3 separate regions of the Mus musculus genome follow, and regions 2 and 3 are each linked to region 1. A link is a contact called in public Micro-C and promoter capture Hi-C data. All regions are on one chromosome and are shown on one strand. Each heading gives the region's core, a stretch centred on a gene start, on an enhancer-like site or on the middle of the called end of the contact. The rest is flanking DNA. Distances are from core to core; before and after follow the strand shown. Region 1 holds the start of Naa30 (N(alpha)-acetyltransferase 30, NatC catalytic subunit). Region 2 holds the start of Slc35f4 (solute carrier family 35, member F4). Region 3 holds the start of Otx2os1 (orthodenticle homeobox 2 opposite strand 1).

Region 1 (2,718 bases), core at 109-2,608:
CTCGTGTCTCAAACCATGCCACAGTGCAGGTTAATCTCACTTGAAATTTATTTTTATTTTTACTTAGTATTTATTTTTAGAAACAGTTTTGCTATGCAGCCCAGGCTTCCTTTGAATTCCATAGCTTTTTACTTTTGCCTTCTGAGTACTTGGATTCCAGACATGTGCTGACTACTGCAGCTCACTTTTTTTTTTTTTCAGTTTAGATTATGGCACAAAGTTGCAAACACCTGTCATAAAAGCCTATCTCTGAAAACATGAATCTTGGGCATACCTGACTAGCTCTATAAATCAGTTGAAATAAATAAAAAAGCTATCTAACACATTTTATTCTTTTTAAACTTGTTATGGGTGTTTGCCTGTATGTAGGCGTATCTGTGCACATTCCTGATGCCCTTGGAGGCCAGAAAAGGCTGTAGCCTCCCTTTGACCTGGGATTACAGACAGTTGTGAACTGCCATTTGGGTGCTGGGAATCTAACCCTAGTGTTCCTTACTGCTGACTCATCTCTTCAGCTCCTACAAGTTAATAAGTAACTTGATTAGTATGCGTGTGAGTTACTCAACTCTCAGATCAGATATGCAGAAAACTACCAGCTGTGGATTAGAGCAGAGGTAACCCACACGCTCAAAGTTTTTACACCTGCTTAGCATATCACATGGGAGGATCCCGTGAACTCTTACCAGGTGCTTCCCAACCTAACACAATTACAACCACAAATCAGGAGTACGCTTGTTAGCCGCCACCATCTCTGTCGCTTCCCCCAGTTGTTGCCTTTCGTTGTCCGGCACCTGTTTGTCACATTTATGCCTTCAATCTTTGGGGTGGAGGAATGGGGCAACAAGACTACTAGCCATTCTTTTGTCCCAACGGGGTAGGTAAAGGTTCTTCTTCTTCTTTTTTTTAAATTGCAAAATGCTATCTTCACAGCTCAATGTTTTAAATTCCCTCTAATTCGCGGTCCAGGCCGGGATTTGCTGCCTTTGTAGCCGGCGCTCCCTGCCCCACGCGCCAGGTCAGAGCAAAAGTTGTAACAGTACAGCTGCATAAAGGCACTAGAGGTTGGATGTCAACAGCCAGCAGCTCCCAGGGCACCTAGCCCTGCCCACCCGGGGAGGCTGCGGGGCGAGTTCCGCAGGAACCTCTGGAACCCCAGGCTAGAGCCCCACCCCCGGCACGCGGCCTCCCGGAAGCCCTCCGGAGACACCTCGGGCCCCGCCCCTGCACAGGTCACCTCCCTCCACGCCCCCTTTTCTGGCCCGGCAGCCGGCAGGCAGGGAAGTGTCGTAAAGCTTGGCCCAGGAAACTTTACCCGGGGTAACAGGCGAGGCGCTTTACGGCGGCGGCGGCGGCCGGGTGAGAGGCTCGGCAGCGGCGGCGACAGCGGTGGCGGTGGTGGCGGCGGAGCGGCCGCGGCGGTGAAGGCGACTGCGGCGCGGCGGTGGCTGAGGGAGAGGAGCGGCGGAAACGGCGGCGGGGAGCGGCGCGGGGTGAGCCGCGAGGAGGGGCGGGTGGGAGGCGGTGACACGGCCGGCGGCGGGGCTCGGGCGGCCAGGGACGGTGGCCGGCGCGGCGGCGTGGGGGCGGCGCGGCGTTGGGGACACTCGGTGAGGGACGGTTTCTGCCTTTGTTCCCCCCGCCTCGGCCGCCCCCGGCCCGCCAGTCCGCGCTGCCTGGCGCCGGTCGGCCGCCTCTCATGGCCTCCTCTCTCGGCTGTGTCGCTTCTAGGATGGCGGAGGTACCGCCTGGGCCTAGCAGCCTCCTCCCACCACCAGCGCCTGCGGCCCCAGCGGCGGCGGAGCTCCGCTGCCCGTTCCCGGCGGGGGCCGCGCTCGCTTGCTGCAGCGAGGACGAGGAGGACGACGAGGAGCACGAAGGCGGCTGCGGGAGCCCAGCGGGCGGCGAGGCGGCGACCTCGGCCAAGGCGCGTTCTTGCCTTCGCTGCCCGCAGCTGCCTCCGGAGCAGCAGCAGCAGCAGCTCAACGGCTTGATCGGCCCAGAACTGCGACACCTCCGGGCCGCGGCGACCCTCAAGAGTAAGGTTCTGAGTGCAGCGGAGGCGGCCGCCCCCGACGGGGCCTCCAAAGTGACTGCCACAAAAGGAGCCGAGGGACACCCGGGGGAGAGACCTCCCCACTCGGTCCCCAACAATGCAAGAACTGCACTCCCCGGCCGGTCAGAGGCAGCGGCGGCGGCGGCGGGGGCGGCGAGCGACCCCGCTGCGGCCCGAAATGGACTGGTGGAGGGCACCGAGCAGCAGGAGGAGGAGGAGATGGACGAGCAGGTGCGGCTGCTGTCTTCGTCTCTGACCACCGGCTGCAGTTTAAGGAGCTCCCAGGGCAGGGAGGCCGAGCCCGGGGAGGATCGGACGATACGATACGTCCGATATGAATCTGAGCTCCAAATGCCTGATATCATGAGACTGATCACCAAAGATCTGTCTGAACCCTACTCCATTTATACGTATAGATATTTTATCCACAACTGGCCACAGCTGTGTTTCTTGGTAAGTGGATGGAATGAAAACAGGGTGAGCCCAGCAGAGATCCAGGCCACTCGGGGCAGGGAGTGTGAGGGCCCGGAGTGTGGCCGTGGATGTATCCTTCATTTTCATAGTACCTTACAGATGGGAGGCGCGAAGGTGCGCACTTTTCCCAGGTATTCCGTGGAACTGTGTGGAAGGTAAGAGCTCGTGATCTGGGTTATCTTGTGACTTTT
Region 2 (2,700 bases), core at 144-2,643, 350 kb after region 1:
TCCACCTGCATGGAAATTAAAGCATAGCTACTCTCCTAGTTCAGATTAAGGAATCAAACAAACGAACAAACAACAACAAACCAAAAAAATAAAAAAAATAATAAAAAAACCAAACCAAACAGGCTTCACTTTGGTGCTTAGCAGAACTAATCCTAGCAGATACAGTGGGGGGTTTGTGTGTCAGGGAAACAGAATGTGGAGACTAGAAACATAGAGACCCTCACTGCATCCCCAGCAACACGGTGTGTGTGTGTGTGTGTGTGTGTGTGTGTGTGTGTGTGTGTGTGTGTGTGTGTGTGTGTGTGTAGGAAGCGGTAGTGGATGAAACTGCTTCCAAAACCTGAGAGCAACTATGCAGACTGGCGTAATCTAGCCAGAATAAAGCTGAAATCCAGCAGCTCAGAGGTGGCCGCGTTGTGTGGAGGGTGTAGGTAGCTCCGCAATTCAGCCACTTAAGCAGGTTCTTTTCACTGCTCAGGGGGTAGAGAACCTTCTAAGGATGTTTTATCATGAACAATTATCGTGCTGGCAACATTTCAACAACCCCTGGTGAACAAGCTGACCCACCCAGCCAGTCTAACCTCAACCAACTAATGTCCCCCACAGTCTTCATCCCCAGCGTGGGGTAAGCACCCTGACACAGAGTCAAGCTTTCTGAGTGGGTATCCCAAGGGCTGATGGTCAGCTAGTGGAACAGCCATGTTAGCATCCTCCAGGCATAAATCAGCCTCCGGTAGGCTGACCGACGACAATCAGGAGCGCTTGCCCTGTCCTCTACACGCCTCTACCTCCAAGACTGAGACTGTCCCCAAACTCCTGGGTTCAAGCGCCCAGCCCCAATGGCTGCCTCGAGGTTCAGCACCGAGGACAGCGGACATCGGACATACTTTACTCCCTGAGGTCCTGGAGGCCAGGGCAGTGTTTGTGAGGGAGCAGACAATGCTGCAGGTGTCCCACCGCGCGCCTTCTGGCACCGCACCCCTGCCCCCTGTCTCCCTGTGCCCCTGTGCTCCTGAGCTCCCATCTCCCACCCGCAGTTCGCTCAGGACCGCCTCGCGGCGTCTTACTTTTCTGGCTGGAGTAACCCGGGTAATAGCCATAGTAGCCAGTAATCCGCAGGATCCGGTCCTCGATGGTGGCCACCCCGTTGGGGGCCGCCTTGACATCCATAGAGAACGCGGGGCGGCGGCTCCCGGAGCCGCGGGGCGTAGAGCAAAGCGCGGGGCCCGGGAGCTACTGCAGGTACCGCCGCCGCCGCCGCCGCCGCTGGTGCTGATGTTGCAGCTCGTGCTCCCGCGCCCCAGCTCTGATTCCACCGCTGGGCGCAGCTCTGGCTTCGCATCACAGCGGCGGCGGCAACGGCAGCGGCAGCGGAGCGGCCCCCACTCTGGCCGGCCTTTCTGTCAGCCTGGCAGCTCACCCGCCCGCCACCAGCTCACTGCTGCCCGAACAGCGCCCCCTCACCTCCGACGCCCACCCAGGTCTGGGACGCTTGTGGGCGCCCCACCTGGTCTCTGACTTTCACCGTTAACCCTTGTGCCAAAAGTAGACACCCCCAAGCCCACTTGAGGGAAGGACGGTGGCTAGATGCTCAAGGTGAACTGCTGTGGGTGGGAGACACTCACACAGAACTAGGGGTTAGCAATTCAAAAGATGCACACTGCAGTTTAGCACTTCTACCCTGCATTCGTTCCAGGCTCCTGCCCATTCCACCTTGGGTGTATGGATATGGAAAGCATTCACAGGCATTACTCGTTGCAACTTGTCTAGACATCCAAGGATCCTTTTTCTCCTTTTACCAACTGAGAAGGAGGAGGAGGAGGAAGAGGAGGAGGAGGGGAGGAGGAGGAGGAGGAAGAGGAGGAGGAGGAGGAGGAGGAGGAGGAGGAGGAGGAGGAGGAGGAGAAGAAGAAGAAGAAGAAGAAGAAGAAGAAGAAGAAGAAGAAGAAGAAGGAAGAAGAAGAAGAAGAAGAAGAAGAAGAAGGAGGAGAAGAGGAAGAAGAAGAGGAGAAGAAGAAGAAGAAGAAGAAGAAGAAGAAGAAGAAGAAGAAGAAGAAGAAGAAGAAGAAGAAGAAGAAGAAGAAGAAGAAGAAGAAGAAGAAGAATCTCGATCAGGTGGTGTGTGGATTATAATTACCCTAGTGAATGCAGAGATTTTAAGAGTTTAAGTCCTGTGTCTGATAGTCTACATGGGACCCCTACCTTCCAATAAACACAACAAAGGGTAGGACCATACATCTGAGCACAGCATATTCATTTGTCTAATTCTAAATATCCCACAATCTAAGAAAAAATATTTTCTTCTTTATTGTAAAACACATAAGAAGTAAGGGCTTTCAAACTGTATCTGAGCATACGAGCTATTGCCAAAGTCCAAAGACCAAAGAGAAACACTTTTTTTTCCTTTTGTTTTTTGTTTTGTTTTGTTTTTTGTTTTTTTTGTTTTGTTTTGTTTTTGTTTTTGTTTTTTTTTGTTTTTTTGTTTTTTTTTTCTGGAGACAGGGTTTCTCTGTGTAGCCCTGGCTGTCCTGGAACTCTCTCTGTAGACCAAGCTGGCCTCAAACTCAGAAATCAGCCTGCCTCTGTCTCCCAAGTGCTGGGATTAAAGCGTCACCACTGCCCGGCTACAGAAAGACTTATTATCTATGCAGAACATTCTAGAAGCTCTGTGATCAGGGTGAGCAGCCTTCACACCAATAT
Region 3 (2,700 bases), core at 117-2,616, 500 kb before region 1:
AGCTAGGGGAAGGAGGGAGGGGGTAGTACCCCGTTTTCGATTTCCAACGCTAGCAAAGAATGTGTGGGTCAGAGGCAGAACTCAAACCCAGGCACAGGCTTAAAAACAGGGCTATGTTCTCTTGAAGAGGACCAGACGGCGCTGAGGGAAAAATGGGTGAAGATGAACAAGAGTGGAACTGAGCTGTGAACATGCAGTGTAGGCAGAGAGTCACGCAGCTATGGACTGTCTGAAAACTCCAGCGTCCTCACTGGCTGTTCTTTTACCCCTTAGAATAACCCTTGGTCTCTGGAGTTCTGGCTTTCCAGGCATGTTTTTTCAATTTGATAAGCATAGAGCAAGATACAAAAGAAAACGTGAGCTCCCAAATCTACCGCCAAGGCAGATTTCCGGCCAAGGGAGGGGATACCTCAAATCTCTCCAGCTGAGTATGAGGTGACAAAAAGCCCCCAGTAGAAACAGTTTGTGCTTAAGAACAAACGCCTGGTACTTCAGGCCTGGGAGTTACTAGGGATGGAGGCGCCCTACTCAGAGGCCGAAACTCGGGAGCTGGGATGCTGCAGGGTCAACCAACTCAACTTCTTCTGGTCCAGACTGGTTTTTTTTTTTTTTTTTTTTTAAACAAGAATCAGAGTTTTCTAGAAAAGCAGAAACACGCTGGACAGAATATTAGGGGACGGGGCGGGGGGAGGTGAGGGGCAAACGCTACTGCTGAGTGTGTGAATGGAGGCTGGGAGGGGGAGGGGGGGGGAGGATAGCTTTCCCCTCACAACTCCCAATGCAGAAGGAAAAACAAAACAAAACGAAAAAACCCACCCCTCCCTCACTACCTCAGTCACCGCCACCACTGCTAGTGGGCCCAAAGAAACAGCTCGTTGCCTTTAATTTGGGGACCTATGTTAATGAAGTTGGTAATTAATTCGTCGCTTTGTTGTCGGTTCTTATACTGTATGTGTAATCAAATGTGGCCGTCCTTGGGATTTACAGCAATTAGCGAATTACGGGAGTGCGCACGAGGCTGCAAGTTCTCGGCAGCCCGGCTGGGCTCGGCTCCGGCCTAAGGCTGGGCACTCCGCTGCCGCTGCAGACTTGCAGGTGTGTCCTAAGAGCCTTGGGGTCCTGGAGGCTCCGCGAACCCTCGAGCTCCTCCGGGCTTGCCCAGTTCTTCCTGGCTCCTTCGTAGCTGTTCCAGTCCTAAGGAAACTCCTGGCTGTCGCGTTCCCCAGAGCCACGACTTTGTGGGGCCTAGGCTAGGGGGGAGGGTGAGTACGGATCTTTCCTTGTTACCCCGCCCCCACTGTGCAGAAACACCTGGCGACTGTCCCTAAGGCCTTTCATTTAGGAGAGGTAAACAAATGTCCCAGGCAGTTGTCCCGCGTGGCCCGGGCTGTGGGAAGCAGGTCCTGGCTCTTGGTCCGAGCCATCGTGCTTTGTATGATGGAAAGGCAAATCCACGCGAATCTCTTGAAAAAGAGGTTGTTTCCCACCCCGAGAAAAGAGTTCTCCCCGGTTTGATCATAATGATGTTGAAAGCATCAAAGGGCGAGAAAGAAAAGAAAAGAAAAGAAAAGAAAAGAAAAGAAAAGAAAAGAAAAGAAAAGAAAAGAAAAGAAAAGAGAAAAAGGCCATTGTGGATGTAGGGGAGCAAGGCCTTGGGGGCAGTAGAGGTGGGGTGCGGTAACGAAATAGAGCGAGGGCTTGTGAGTCACTCAAAGTAAATGAAAAAATCCGGAGAGAAAGCGATACATCTACAGTAGGGTCCGGAGACATTAGGAACCTCTCAAGGCCCGGGTAAAGGTTTGGGGTGTCATCCTGAGACAACCCAGAGCAACCAAACCTCCCAGAAAAGTCCGGAGTGCTATAGACAGTGGAGGATTTCTGTTAGATACAGCGTGGGAGGGCTTTCCCCTTCAGCGGCTGGCAGCACACAGCCCCCCGCTTCTCCTTTGCCCTCTAGTCTAATAACTTCGCGGAAATACAGGGCCAATAAACCACCAGTTGGAAACGGACAGTGTTAAATAAACAAGGGTCTCTTTAAAATTCTCATCCACTTCAGATGTCTAAAGTAAGATCGTGATGATTTTGTCACGGTTTGGTAAATTTACCCCTTTAAGAGGCTTTTCATAAATCCCAGAACACACCTTCAGCCAGATTTGAATATAGATTTAGGTTTTAAAACCCAGAAGCTGGAAACACTGCTTTATCAAAGAGAATTTCCCTTTAGCTTAGCAGTGTGCTGCAGCTCTCAAAAGATTGGATCTGAAAGAGAGAGAGACACACGCACACGCACATAGGAGGAGAAAGAGAGCCAGAGCCAGAGATGAAGACAAGGGAGGGAAGGGAAAAAAGACTTTTCTTTTTTTTCTTTCTAGAGGAATTCTGCCCAGACTCTCCAGCAGTTGGTAGCAGGCAAGCTTTCTCCTGTGTCGCCTGGAAAAGTTGCAAAATTGCTCTTCACCTGTAAGAACATGCATTTTATCTTCCAGTCTCTTCTTGTCAATTTGGAAATTGCAGACACCCCGGCTCAGGTACGGTTTCCACAAACCCTATTCTAGGTCAGGACAAAAGCCACTGGCTTTGGGAGAAGGGGGGTGGAGAGGGTGGGCTGCTTCACAGAAACCCTTAGAAGCTTGATGGGAGAAAAAGACTCCTTGGATGGAAACATCTCTTGATTTTCAGTAAGTTCTTGAGCCTCCAATA

Evidence for each region. Promoter capture Hi-C pulls out the DNA fragments that hold promoters and counts their contacts. Hi-C and Micro-C count contacts between places; a contact is called where the count stands out from the background.
Region 2: a Micro-C map of embryonic stem cells shows a contact between it and region 1, with 4 times the contacts expected there. The contact joins the promoter of Slc35f4 here to the promoter of Naa30 in region 1. A contact is called at or near these places in 2 of 39 promoter capture datasets (cranial neural crest and hippocampal neurons), 1 of 484 Hi-C or Micro-C datasets (embryonic stem cells) and 1 of 115 datasets of contacts at active chromatin or transcription factors (large pre-B cells).
Region 3: a contact with region 1 is called in a promoter capture Hi-C map of liver, with 4 times the contacts expected there. The contact joins the promoter of Otx2os1 here to the promoter of Naa30 in region 1. A contact is called at or near these places in 5 of 39 promoter capture datasets (the 3T3-L1 cell line, liver, neural stem cells and 1 more) and 1 of 484 Hi-C or Micro-C datasets (embryonic stem cells).

What each region holds. Positions count from the first base shown.
Region 1 is chr14:49,170,888-49,173,605 of GRCm38.p6, forward strand. Naa30 (N(alpha)-acetyltransferase 30, NatC catalytic subunit) reads left to right here and starts at 1,359. Exons shown (of 5, transcript NM_027492.2): 1 at 1,359-1,490; 2 at 1,729-2,506. The coding sequence starts at 1,730.
Region 2 is chr14:49,524,444-49,527,143 of GRCm38.p6, forward strand. Slc35f4 (solute carrier family 35, member F4) reads right to left here and starts at 1,394. Exons shown (of 8, transcript NM_029238.2): 1 at 1,068-1,394. The coding sequence starts at 1,170.
Region 3 is chr14:48,667,922-48,670,621 of GRCm38.p6, forward strand. It overlaps Otx2os1 (orthodenticle homeobox 2 opposite strand 1), which reads left to right and starts at 1,367. Exons shown (of 5, transcript NR_029384.1): 1 at 1,367-1,475; 2 at 2,373-2,528.